2 separate regions of the Oryctolagus cuniculus genome follow, and region 1 is linked to region 2. A link is a contact called in public Hi-C data. All regions are on one chromosome and are shown on one strand. The core of a region is the stretch at or near the end of the contact, and the rest is flanking DNA. Distances in the headings are between cores, read along the strand shown.

Region 1 (7,048 bases), core at 1,029-3,528, 210 kb before region 2:
CACTTTGTTCCTTCTCTCAAAATCTTTCCCTCCTTCTTCAATAATTTACTTTAAATACCTCACGTTATTATTCATATTATCTGTATCATATTAAACCCTTAAAGTCTTACAGGAATGACATTTTTATTTTATGAGCATTTTTATATTCAGCTCATGTAACACTATCAGATGTTTGAAAATTTTTAAACATGAACTGAAGAGTCCAGTTTAAGAACTTAGGTATGAGTGAGTGAGATTACAATCCATTTAATGTAGTTTTCCAAATGATTTAACAGATGTGTAAAATGAAAAGAAGTTCCCCTAGAGGTCTGAAATTCTGCCGCAGCACAATTCCCGTCTTCTTTATTCAAGAAGTCTGTAGTCATTTTCAGATTCCACTCCAGATGTCAACTTCTTAATTTAGGTATCAGCAAACCAGTCTGTAAAAACCAAGTATCTGTCAGCACTACTTACTTTTTGTTTTCATTTTAACACTTTATATCAACTTCTGAAAATCTTTCTTAAGTCACTTGTCTGTTCCAAAATATTGATAATAGTAAAATACGCTAATAATAAGGGCCTGGAATATCTCTTGTAAGGCCTCCATTTAATAACCAGAGCTGAAAATTCGGGGCATTAAAAATGAAACAAAAAAAACAACAACACTGTACTTGAGGTATGTATTAGTCTCTATGCCAAGCACCCCAAAAAAGAAGGGGTTGGAGAGTGAAAAATACAAATGATTTGACAAAGGATTTTACAGATATACCCATTCCTTTCTGCATTCTCTCCACTCAGCCCTCTGCCTTCTAATTGGACACACCGCCCAAGAAATCAGTAATGGTAACCAGTCAGATACTCAGATATTTGCCAAAATTCAGATATGGGTAGGGAAAGAACACAGGAACTGCCTGTGAAGAAGGGACTTCACAAATAGAACCTCACGAGCATGATGACTGAGAGGAATTAAAATCTATGAGTGAACGACCAACACCAAAGGGCAGCAGAGCTGTTTAATTGCTAAATGGGCGGCACACACAGTTTTTCTTCTAGAAGCCCTTATCATCAGTCCTGTGTCTTTTCTGGTTCTGCTTCCGCCTGCCCCATTCTCTTAGTTCTTTTCCTTTACTTCCTGCCAGAATAGTGTTTTCAGAGTGAATGGCAAAGAAAATGAAGAGTATGGAGTTCACAAGTGGGCTCTACAGAATTCTGAGAATGAACAGATGATGTGTGGCTTGTGTGTGCAAGAAAACGGGGAAGTCCAAGAGTCCCAGGTTTCTAGGAGGGAGGCGCAACTGAGTGGCTAAAGATGACGTTTAATCAGGCCCGAAGAATTCAGGTTTCGACACGCTGAGTTTGGGATACGTGTTTGGGACTGCTCAGGAGCTAACAGTTGCACAAAAACAATAGCTTCAGCTCAGCACATCCTACTGAGCAACAGGCAAACCTCATTGATATAAACCTCTCATTCAATCACTAAACCCCACTACACGGTTACTATTGGTCCCAAACGGTAGATGATAAAATAAAACCCCGAGATGCTCAGTAACTTCGTTAGTTCTCCTGTGGTGGTGCAGGAAATAAAATTCAGCTGCGTTCACTCCAAGACGTAAAACAAACTCACGAAGCCCCTTCCTCCGAACGGCTCTGGGGACTGTCGCTGAGGTGCCAAGGACAGACATTTCCCGTAGTTCTCCTCCCGGCTGGCCACCCTCCCGATTCCGCCGCGCTCCGGCCCTGCACTCTGGGACGTAGATGCACTAACTCTGCAGTGGCCTCCCCTCCCACACCAGCCCGCAGCCTTGGAGCAAATGGCCTCTAAGCGTCGTACCACTTCCACTCTGAATTCAGGACACTCACCAGGGCAAAAGATACACGAATAAAAACAACGCCACATCTAGAAGGATGAAGAGCCAGAGATCCAACCAGTACGATGGTTTGGGAAGCCCGTTTGTCCCAGACTGAGGCTGCACATGGTGGTTCTGCTGCTGCCTGCCAGCCTCACCCAAGCCTCGTCGCTCCCGGGGACCGTTCGGACCGTCAACCACCGCCGCGCGCGCGTCCATTTGGCTCCCGACGCCGCGCAGGGACCCCAGTACCTGCCAAAGCACCTGCCAAAGCCTCAGTTCCCGAACTTCCGCGTTGGCCGCACTGAAAAGAAAAGCGGACTCAGTCGCTCGCCTACGCTCCCCGCCCCCGGAAATGGCCCCGGGACACGTTCCTCCCCTTGCGCAGGCGCGGGCGCGGCGGTCGGCTGCGGGCGTGACAGGAGGCAGGCCCACCGCCTCCGCCCGGAAGCCGAACAATCGGGCCCGCCCATTTCCGGCCTGCCAAAGCCCGAGCAAAAGCTGGTTGTTCGAGTTCCTTAGGAGCCAGAGTTTTATTATGTTGCAGGACCAGAATTTACCTCCGCGTTTGTTTTCTCTCAAGTGGTGGACTCCGCCCTGGAATGCCAAAGGTGGCTCCCGTCTCTGTATTCTTTTTGTTAGACCCCTCTGGTGGGTTTGTGTTTTACTCTCTTTTTACACTTAGTCTTTGAAACAGCTTTAATGAGGTGCACATAATTAATTATGAGCCTGAGTTTCCGAGAGGGCCAGAGGGCAAAACGTGAGAACTTTTCAAGTTCCTCGTGTGAGTGAATTATAAGAGTAACCCTGAGATTTGGCAGTGTTAGCCCCCGCAAGATTACAAGGCTTGCAGAAAGATGATTGGCTCATGCTTCCTGGGTTTTACCCGGTGCTCCCGGTTCAAGTATTTTCTCCTCTGGTCATTATAATGAGTCCTGGATTGTTCAGCAAATCTATGCATCTAGACCTGTAGGAGTAAGTGGTTCTCTAGTTGCCTAATGAGTGGGTATGACTGTGTTGTGTTTTTACATAAACTGTCATTACACCTCCATAAAACTTTGAAGCTGTGATTACTCCATTTTGCAGAATTAGAAAATGAGAAACAAAAGAGTGAATTGTCTGAGACTTGAAAAAAAAATCATAAAGCCTAAAATTGATCCCAAAATTAGTGTTCCTTATGCCTCAGTTTGCCTCCTAATTAGATGCCAGGTTATAGAGATAAAAATATTGTATCACCTGTAAAGAAAAATACCATCACCCTTTGCCTTTTAGATTCTGGAAATAAGAGCCATTACTCGAGAATGAATTTGTGTGCTGCAGCCCAGATTATCTGCTGTTAATAGATTGGAAAACTCTGGGCTTAAGTGACATTGAGCCTTTACAAAAATTTGGAAAGGCAAGTAAACTTTTACCCTTAACCAGAGTTGGAAGCGTTCTTCTCACTGGTTAAGATTGGATCAATTATTTCTGATTGCTGAAAAGGATTGATAAAAATTATTGAAACTATCAGTAAAGAAATAGCCTACATAAAGCGAAAAACTTCAGAAATGTTTTCACACCTGTCCTTGAACCAGAATATGTACTCATATATGAGAGGATATTGGTACTAAGTCTGATCTCTTGAGTCAGGAAGGTCTGTGGTAATTATGCAAATGAAAGAGTAATTATGCAAACAGGAGGGGTTAATTAAAAGATCCCATTACTTCAGATTTTATGTGAAAATCACGTTGATTATTCCACATGACAGAAATGAATATAGAGTTGTTAATGGAATTTACCATTTCCCTAAATTAAAAGCAATTAATTTAAAAGAAAGTACTGAACTGAAATGTGGGTATACTGTCAGTCATGCTCCTCATGACTTATTTGAACCTTACTACTACTCATGTTCAGATGAAAGATACCAAGGACTGGCCGGCCCCGCGGCTCAATAGGCTAATCCTCCGCCTTGAGGCGCCACACAGCGGGTTCTAGTCCCGGTCGGGGCGCCGGATTCTGTCCCGGTTGCCCCTCTTCCAGGCCAGCTCTCTGCTGTGGCCAGGGAGTGCAGTGGAGGATGACCCAAGTGCTTGGGCCCTGCACCCCATGGGAGACCAGGAGAAGCACCTGGCTCCTGCCATCGGATCAGCGCGGTGCGCCGGCCGTAGCAGGCTAGCTGTGGAGGCCATTGGAGGGTGAACCAACAGCAAAGGAAGACCTTTCTCTCTCTCTCTCTCTCTCTCTCTCTCTCTCACTGTCCACTCTGCCTGTCAAAAAAAAAAAAAAAAATACCAGGGACTACACATTGAATTATTGCACTGCAATCATGATACAACACATTCCCAATATAGTACAATGAATTTGATTGGGCTAGAGCAAAGAAGGTAATTTATGTGACTACCCTGACAATTAGGCCAAAGACAGGTATGCATTGCAAATTTGAAGTTCTCAGGAAGAAGGTGAGAAATTAGGTTTTAACCTAAGGTGCTAATGTAGGTTTCTTTAGGCAGCTGTGAATCCGTTTGGTTAATATAATAAATGATCATTATGATCATTCTAGGAGTTAAACTAGTTTGATAGAGTAACCCTTCCAACAGTTTTTCATTTTTAGTAACTTATCTGAAAACATCTGCCTTAAAGCAATTCTTTCTCATCTTCTTTTCCTTGCTTTCAAATTGAGTACCTGTCCTAACAATGCCCAAGTAGATTGGTAGAGAAAAGTTATTTATCCTATCTTCTGGTCATTTCATCCATTGCTTTTTGTTCTCTTTCATCATTAATACTTTGCATACCTATTGTAAATTTTGTTTGAGAGTTATAGTATCATCATACTTAAGTTGCAGCTTCTCTGTTACTTCATGTTGGCCTTTGGTTGCTACCAACCCTGTACTAACTGTTAATCTGGCTCCATTGTGCTCAGCAGCCTGGCGCCAGTAAATACCCTTTGCTCTTGCAAGATTGCTTCCTTTTATCTTCCACTTGGAAACTCCTGCTCTTGGCCCCTGGGTCTCATGCATGCTCCTTTTAAACTGTAATAATTCCCCACCTACCTGAATCCTACACAACTATTGACTTCATAAAGTTTCCCTCTGTATAATTCACATTGATATCTCCATTCTCAGTATTTCTAGCATACCAATTGCAAAAACTTTACATTTAGCTTGTCTCCAGATACTTCACATGCCATACTTTCTTGGGAAAAGAGTTATTTTCTCAAAATCAAGACAGTGAAGTATTTGTTTCCAAAGTTTTTTACCTTCCTTTAGCATTTACTATTTCCCTCTGTATTGTATATCAGCTAGCTATTAATAGGACTCTGGATGAGGATAGTTATCTTTTAGAATTTTTTTGCCTCCAACGTTAAACACAGATATTCTTGTCTAGCACATTGACTTACTTTGTTGCAATTTTAGATAAATTGCTTTCTCTTTTGGAGTATTAACTGTTTACAGGAACAGATTCATTTTTACCATATTTGTAGCCTTCTCAGTTCCTCAAACATCGTCTTGAACCTGGAAGATATTTAATATTTACTCAATTATATTTTATTATATTCTGCTACCACTAACACAACCAAGCCTTGAAATAATAGTTCTTATTGTATATGATTGTTGTGAGGATTATATGAATTGTTGATAAAGCTCTTTGAAAACTGGCACATTGTAAATACCATGTGTGTGTGTTAACTTGTAGTGATAGTAAAAACTGCATTTAACTGTGTCTAAATTAGTGTAGTGTTTTATGACTGTAATATTTATTTAGGTTTTACAATTTTATTTCTTTCTGTTTGTGTATCTTGATGATTTTGGAGGCACTGGGTAGTAGTCTTTTCATGTACAATTGCAGATGAAAATAAGATGACATCCCTCTCAAATTTAAATTAGGCCTCTTAGAACTCAGAAAAAGAGATATAGTTGGGCACCTTAAAAAAAATAGTGCAGATGCTGTTGTTTTAAGGCAGTGGGTTAAGCTGCCATCTACGATAGTGACATCCATTATTGGAGTTCTGGTTCAAGTCCCATCTAGCTCCCTGCCAATGCACCTGGGCAAGCAGTGGAGGATGACTCAAATGGTTAGGCCCCTGCCACCTGTGTAAGAGATGTGGCTGGAGTTCCTGGATTCTGGCTTCAGCCTGGCTCAGCCCTGACTGCTGCGGCCATTTGGGTAATGAACCAGCAGATGTAAAATCCTCCTCTCTTTCTCTGTCTTTCCCTTTCTCTGTCACTCTGCCTTTCTAATACGTAAAGTAAATCTTTTTTTAAAAAAGTAGTTTACTAAAAATATAGTTCTAGATGCTATGTGTTTCTAGGAGAGCTTATGCTACTCCTTTATAATATTTATAATGATTGTTTTTACTTCTTCAGTGTCAGTCTTCCACATCTTAGATCCTAAGCTTAGATTCTTAGCTTCTAAGATAGATTCAAAGCTCCATGAGAATAAAACTGGATTTGTATTCTTCACCACTAGAACTCATGTTGTATTTGGCACATTGTAGATGCCTAATTCATATTTTATTAAAGTAGCATGTACTCTTGGCAACTCAGGGTTCAAGTAAACTATGGTGAACAAGTTATATGTGTATCTATCAGATGTAAGAAATCATTATTTCCACAACTAATTACTTATTACCTCACCCTTTTCTTCTCTCTAGTTTTTATTTACTGGAATTCATAATGAGCTTGTTGATCTCATGGCCTCTATTTTCTGCTTTTCTGTCTGTGTCTTTCAATATTTGCCCATTGTTACTGGCTAACAACCTTTTCTGTGATTAATAATCAAATCTCAACAGAGAGACTCTACCTGATCATAATTAGAATTAATTTTCTTGCATCCTAAGTTTGTGGATTAGAAGAATTGAAAATATTAGAACATCCATACTCCCCAAAGTGATCTGTAGAATCAATGCAATTCCCATAAAACTACCAATGATACTCTTCAAAGAAATAGAAAACTCCATTAAAATTTGTATGGAACTGCTAATACCACCAAATAGCCAAAATGATCCTGAGTAAAAAGAACAAAGATAGATGCATTATTAATACCTAACCTGGAAACATACTACAAAGCAATATAAACAAAGCAATTTGGTGCTGGAATAAAAACAGAGACATGGACCAATGGAACAGGAGCATAGAGCCCAGAAATAAATCTGCGTATTTACAGTTTACCAAATTTTCAGCAAAGGTGGCAGGAACATACATTTGAGAAAGACAAAAGTCTCTTCAATAAATGGTACTGAGAAA
Region 2 (6,937 bases), core at 1,018-3,517:
AAGCTCGCAGAAACAGTGCCTTCAGAAAGAAACTACTTTCAAGGTTACCCTCTGACCTCTGCAGACTTAGGATTCTGGAGGAAGAAAGCGAAAGCAGGGAGGAGGACTTTGAAAAAGGAGGTTTGAGTAATGAAACACAGATCAGATTTGCCTCTACCAAAAAGATCTTGCGATTAATTCAATCCACACCAGCTCTGAACGTTCGTTAGGAAAAACAACATTAAGGGGCCCAAGCCAAGATCCCAAAGAAATGCAAGAGAGTAAAGACAAAAACCCAGAAACTCACACGGTCCATTTTCGATTGGGCATCACCTCGCCGGTGTGACCAGTGCGCCACCACTCCGCGCAAGGTCCCTACCGCGCCCCCAGGGAGAGTGGGAAGGGGGTGATGCTGCAGGAAGTACCTTGTTTTGTCTCCAAAAGGCAACATAGCAAATGTGGGAAGTTCGTTTCCGAACTCCGCGGATCCTGGGCTCCAGGAGGCTCGGAGTGGGGCACGCGACGCGCCCAGGTGAGGTCGGTGTCACCAAGCCCGCTCCCCTACTGCCCCCGCCGCCGTTCTGCCGCCCGCGGCCGCGAGCTCTCTCCGCACCGCGCCGCCCCCTGGCGGGGAGCGCTCGGCAGAGCCGCGGCCGCGCGCCGGCGGGTTGGAGCCCAGCGCCCAGCCCCGGGCCGCTCCTCCACCATCACAGCCTTCGCGAGCGTTGCTCTCCCGGCCCAAGCGGCCAGCACCGGCTAACCGACAGCCGCAGCCCCGGATCGGCCGCGGCGGGGCTCGAGCCCTTTCTCCAAAGTGCTGCGTCCTGGAGCCAGCCCCAGTGCGCGCGCAGGCCTGCCTCGCCCCGGCTTCGCTCCGACTCCTACGGCTTCGCGGGACCCTCCCGCCGCGCTCTCTGCGCTCCACCCTTCGTGTCCCTCTGCTTCGGTCTCAGTTCCTCCCCAACTCTCCGGAGAGCAGTTTCCACGCACGCCCCGACTGCCCGCTGCGCAGCCGCCTCCAAGGGGACAGACTCCGTCCTCCCCGCCCTCCGCAGGGGCCGACCCCGGCGCTTGGCTACAGACCGGGGAAAGCTGGCCTCCGGGGTCTCCGCGGGCCGCACGGGACCTGCCAGCCCCCGGGGTCCGCTCGCTGCCGCGCCTCCCCTGCGCCCTTTGTGTGCGCGCCGCCACCCTCTGGGCAGAGCCTTCCTTTAGGCGGCGTAGCCTTTGGAGGAAAAAAAAAAAAAAAAAAAAAAGAGGGCAAGGAGGCGCGCGGGACCACGGGGGGCTGGAAGGGGTGGGGGCCAAAGACGCTCACACTCACTTTGGGAGGGCTCCGTCATGTTGCTGGCTTTAGGGATCCTCGTGGTCTCGTCCCTACCCTCGGCTTCCCCGCCCCGCGAGGGCCAGGGCGTGGGGCACGGGGGAGGAGCGGGGCCGCTGGGACCGAGCTGGAAATGGTGCTTCCGGAGCTGCGGAGAAGGGGCTCAGACCGTATTTTGGTTTTGCCAAGAGGACTTAGGGTACACAAAAGAGGGGTTCCAGGGTATCATCTCTTTCCGCGGGGACTCCGGGGGTCGAGGGGGTGGGCACATACACTTTTGTATTTGAACTTTGCGGGCAAGTTGGATCGAAACCGACGCTTGGGGTTTGCGACTGTGCTCATTTAAAGTCGAGGAGGTCTCTACCCAGTAAGAGGACCGAAGGCTTCTTTCAAAAGCAAAGGACCCGGGAACAGTTTAAGAGTGACCCAAGGGGGAAATTCAATAGGGGAGAGAGGTCAGCCTCAGGTCACGCACCGTGCCCAGGCCGGGTCTTCCGAGGGTCCTCTTCTTACCTGGTGGCTTTCCTAACAAAGTAAGAGAAGGTAAAGTCCCAGTGATCGTCCAGCCACGCTTCCACCGAGTCCGTGTCGCGCTGCTGCTGCGGCCGCCCAGGGCTGGGGCCGGCCGGTTCCATGATCTGCGCCGCGCGTCTCCGCGGCGAGCCGCGGCTGGCTTCGCACCCGGGCTGGGGTCCCTCCCTCGGAGGCGCAGGACTCTGCCCCGAGAGCCTCCCCGTGCGCCTGGCTCGGGTCTGGCCGGCTTTCAGTGAATCTGCCCCGGCGCTAGGCCAGCCTCCTGCCCCGCCCCTCCCTCCCGGTTCCTCTGGGCTCCCAGGTGTGGCGGGCGGGGCCGGGTGCCGCCGCCCCGCGCCCTCCCTGGGGTCTTTCCGAGACTGGTTCTCGGGTGCAGTGGTTCCCAGGCGGCCGCGACGGGGACCCGCGAGCTCTCCGGAAGCCAAGCGGCGGGGCTAGGAGGCAGGCAGGCGGCCGCTGGGGTGCGCTGTGTGCCGGGCTGGCTCCAGGGGAGCGCGCGAAGGTGACAGTGGGTGTGTACGCGCGTGCAGCTACAGGCGGACCAGGGAGGCGAGGGTCAGAAGTAGAGGACCTAATCCAAGCCCAGAAAGCGACCGCTCAGGGAAGATTTCCCCCAGAGGGCGAGCACAGTGCTGTCCTGGGCGCTTTCCCTCTGGCCTGGGAATACAAGCACACGTCCCGCTCGCTTTTCTCCAGTCCAAGGCTCGGATCAGGGAGGAAGGGGCACCGATCTGTCTCTGAACAAAATCTCACAGTGGCCCGAAGCGCTCCAGCCAGGAGCCCCGCGCAGTTGGAGGAATCCAGGCGGTGGGAGGGGGAGGGGGGTTCCCAGGTGAAATTTGAGATTGGAAGCCATGCCCCACCCTAAAGGTAACAACCACGATGACTATGAATTAAGTGCCTTTAACCATTGAACCAGATATAAATTTTATAAATGGAGAGAGATTTCCTAGGGAAATAAGGGCACCTCCGTACAAGTGGGTAAAGTTGCAAGCACTGTACCCGGATACAGCAGAGAGCAACCAATTGGCCCAATTTTGCATGAATTCGTCATTTTTTTCGTTGACTGGAATTAACAGCCAAAAGGGCCCAGTCCTCCTACCGTAGTGTGTGTGTCCTCTGATCATGCTTTAAAAAAGGGATTTAGTGTCTTCCTTTGCTTTGTCCTCATCCTCATTTCCCCGTCACGCAGCAAGTTGGAGTTTTAATGTGGCATTTTGCAATGACCTAATTTTTTTGGCAGAATTAAATTTGGAGTTTTATGTTGCACAATGTGTGAATGACACCATTAGCAGTAATATATCAAAAGTGATTCAGCTGACATATTTTTAACAAGCTCCCTTCAAAATGCTCCTGGCGTGAATGTAAGGTGTTACTCACTACATACATACACATCATTCAATTGGTAATATGGAAACTTTAAAGAGATGGCTTCCAGGAGCCGGCGCTATGACATAGCACTGAGGCCGCTGCCTGTGAAGCCGGCATCCTGTGTTGTGTCCCCGCTGCTTCACTTTGATCCAGCTCCCTGCTAATGCACCTGGGAAAGCAGCAGAAGGTCTAAATGCTTGGCACTCCAACCCTGCCCCACCCCCTCATGTGGGAGACCCAGATGAAGCTCATGGCTTCCATCTGGCACAGCTCCAGCCCTTATTGCCATCTGGGGAGTGAACCAGCAGATGGAAAGAGCTCTCGGTTTCTCCTCCTCTCTCTGTAACTCTGCTTTTCAAATAAGTGAATAAATCTTTTTTAAAAATGTCGTCCAGTCCCCTACTGCAATGGCTTATCTTTTCTGCATTGAATAATTTTCCTTTTGGAACTTCAGTTCCTCTGAAACTTCACTGTTGCAGTCAAGTAACTACAACTAATTAAAAGCAAGCAAAGCAATAGGATAGGGGGAGGGAAGTGTAATAAATTAGATCAGCTTTTAAAATGACTGTTGTCTCCTGTGATGGTGATTACAACGCTCATGAAATAGAGACTTTCTTGATGTTCATTTTTTCCCTGTGGAAATTCATGCTTTCCTCCTAACTGGAGGTCAATTATGATTTGAAAACTCTATTTAACTACTGGACATAAAATGAATTTTGGGCTTGGATTGTTTGCATTGGTTGGTTATCTTGATTAACTACTCAAATGTGAGGCCTGTGTTGTGGTACAGCAGGTAAAGCCGTCGGCAGTGATCCTGGCTGTTCCACTTTTGATGGCCTGGGAAAGCAGTGGAAGACGACCCAGGCACCCACATGAGAGACCTGGATGAAACTTCTGGCTCCTGGTTTCAACCTGGGCCAGGCCTGGCCATTATGGCCATTTGGAGAGTGAATCAGCAGATCTCAGTCTCTCCTTCTTTCTCTGTAACTCTGCCTTTCAAATAAATTTTAAAAATTAAAAAATGCAATGATTTGAATACGTCCTCTAATTCCCAATGCAAAAGGTGGTGTCTTTAGGAAGTGATGAGACTGAGAGGGCTCTGACCTCCTGCATGGATTAGTGCCTTATGGAAGGGCTTAGAGGACAAGTTCAAGGTTCCAACTCTTCAACAAGTGAGCACAGCCGGTGCCTGTGGAGGATGCAGCAACAGGGTGCAAGCAGCATGGAGCAGCCTTCACTGGCCACCCGGTCTGCAGATTCGTCAGACACTGCCGCAAGCTCAACAACCCGTGGCTTCTCGCCCACAGTGACTGTAAATTCTGTATGCTGTAGAAGGTAGGTTGGGGGTTACTGTGAGTTCTGCTACTTGAGGAACAGGAGTGTTTCAAACAGTTCTGGTCTTTGGGAAGCTCAGATGAAATTTGTAACAGTAATCTCTTCTAACATTAAAGTATGTCCTCAAAGATAATCATATTTTTATCTGGCCTTACCATGGCCTCTTAGTTTACAACTCTGGTTTACTCTTATCCCCAATTTTTTTGATCAGTTTATATTTTAACTTGTTGGGATGGATCACACTAAGCAATTCAAATCTTGTTTTGGAATGAATTATAGCCAAGTAAATAATAAACATTGCCAGGAAAGAGCGTGAAAATGTTTTTACTGTTATTTCTAATAAACAAATGTCAACAACTTTAGGTCAAGACCTCCAATATAATCTATTTCCATTGTACTAGAATAAAACTCAAACTCAAACACAACTTACAGGATTCTACATTATTTGGCTCTTACCTGTCTCCACAGTTAAAGATTTTGGTTATCTAACTAGAAAAAAACACAGATGACCAAATTCTGTTTTCAAAAACAGCCTACATTATCTTCTGTTTCTTCGGAACACTCTTATAACATGTAAGATAAAATAAAACTAAAGTACACCAAGCAATTTTGTGACAATAACTTTAACAACTTGGATTAAATGGATTAGTCATTTGAAAAAAAAAAAACAAAAAACACAGCTAACCAAAGCTGAGATAAGATAAAATTAAGAATTGCATTGAATTCATGGCATATTGAATTTATTTCAGTTATATATTATTGGTTTAAGTTTTAACAATCATTTAACACAACTCATCATGTGAACAAAAATACTCACTGCTCATCTCAATTGATGCAGAAAAAAATTTGACAGAATTCAATACACTCTCATTTAAAAAATCCTTGACCAAGAAGTAATAGAAGCATACTTTTCAATTTGCTGGAGAGCATCTTTTTTTTTTTTTTTTTTAAGATTTATTTATTTACTTGAAAGTCAAAGTTATAGAAGGAGAGGCAGAGAGAGATAGGTCTTCCATCCACTGGTTCACTTCTCCCCAACTGCAACAGCTTGGAGCTGTGCCGATCCGAAGCCAGGAGCCAGGAGCTTCTTCTGGGTCTCCCATGAGGGTGCAAGGACCCAAGGACTTGGGCCATCTTCTACTGCTTTCCCAGGCCATACCAGAGAGCTGGATCGGAAGTGGAGCAGCCAGGACTCGAACCAGTGCCCATATGAGATACCAGCACTGCAGGCAGTGGCTTTACCCGCTACGCCACAGCGCCTGCCCCTCTATTCTGTATTGAACTGAAGTCCTAGCTAATGCAATGAAAGAGAATTAATTAATTAATTAAATTTAAAACAAATGCATGGCATAAAGATTGGAAAAGAGAAGATAAATATTTCTCTGTTTGCAAGCACGAGTGCCTATGATGGATATCCTAAGAAACTGCAAGAATTCACAGGTGATGTAGCAAGTTTGCATCATAAATTGCCAATATATATAAAAATCAGTTGTATTTCTGTATGCGAGTGGCTTGGGCTAGCTTGTATCCTCATCTGCAAAATTCATATGTTGAAGTCCTAGGTTTCAATACCTCACAATGTGACTGTACCTGGAGATTGCCTTCAAAGATGTGATTAAGCTAAGGTAATCTGGGTGGGCCTTACTCTAGTCTTGTCCCTTTATCAGAAGAGGAAGTTTGCATATACACACAAAGACATACCAGGGATGCTCTTCACAGAGGAACAATAATGACAAGAGACAGCAAGAGGACACACATTTGTAGGCCAAAGAGGGAGCCTCAGAGGAAACCAACCTTGCTGGAACCTTGATCTTGAACTTCTCATCTCACAAACTGTGGGAAGAAAAATACCTGATATTTAAGCCACTCAGTCTGTGGTACTTTGTCATGACAACTCTAACAAACTAGTACAACTAGCAAAAAACAAGTAGAAAACAATATTACTGACAATAGCATTAAAACATCCAGTATTAGAATTAAATTAAGCAAAATAAATGTAACAAATATGAGGGTACGCGGAATGTTTGTAGAAAAATGGAATCAGGGGCTATCATTGTAAGGGCTGGCATTGTGGTGTAGCAGGTAAAGCTGCTGCTTGCGATGCTGGCATCCTATATGGACAAAGGTTCAAGTATCAGCTGCTCCACATCTGATCCTGATGCCTACTTATAATATGCCCGAAAAAGCAGCAGAAGTCAGCCCCAAATCCGTGGGCCCCTATACCGACGTGGGTGACCAGGATGAAGCTCCTGGCTCCGGGCTTCAACCTGGCCCAGCCCTGGCCATTATGGCCAATTGGGGAATGAACCAGCAGATGGATGATCTCTCTCTCTCCCTCTCCCTCTCTCTTTCTCTCTCTATGACTCTGCTTTTCATGAAAATAAGCAAATATTT

The links. Hi-C and Micro-C count contacts between places; a contact is called where the count stands out from the background.
Region 1: a contact with region 2 is called in a Hi-C map of skin fibroblasts, with 3 times the contacts expected there. The contact joins the promoter of ARLN here to the promoter of PDE5A in region 2. A contact is called at or near these places in 4 of 6 Hi-C or Micro-C datasets (ear pinna, psoas muscle, skin fibroblasts and 1 more).

What each region holds. Positions count from the first base shown.
Region 1 is chr8:45,903,533-45,910,580 of mOryCun1.1, reverse strand. It overlaps ARLN (allregulin), which reads right to left and starts at 2,278. Exons shown (of 2, transcript XM_002717225.5): 1 at 1,840-2,278; 2 at 1-419. The coding sequence starts at 2,045. The coding sequence ends at 419.
Region 2 is chr8:45,694,165-45,701,101 of mOryCun1.1, reverse strand. PDE5A (phosphodiesterase 5A) reads right to left here and starts at 2,267. Exons shown (of 21, transcript XM_002717227.5): 1 at 1,817-2,267. The coding sequence starts at 1,938.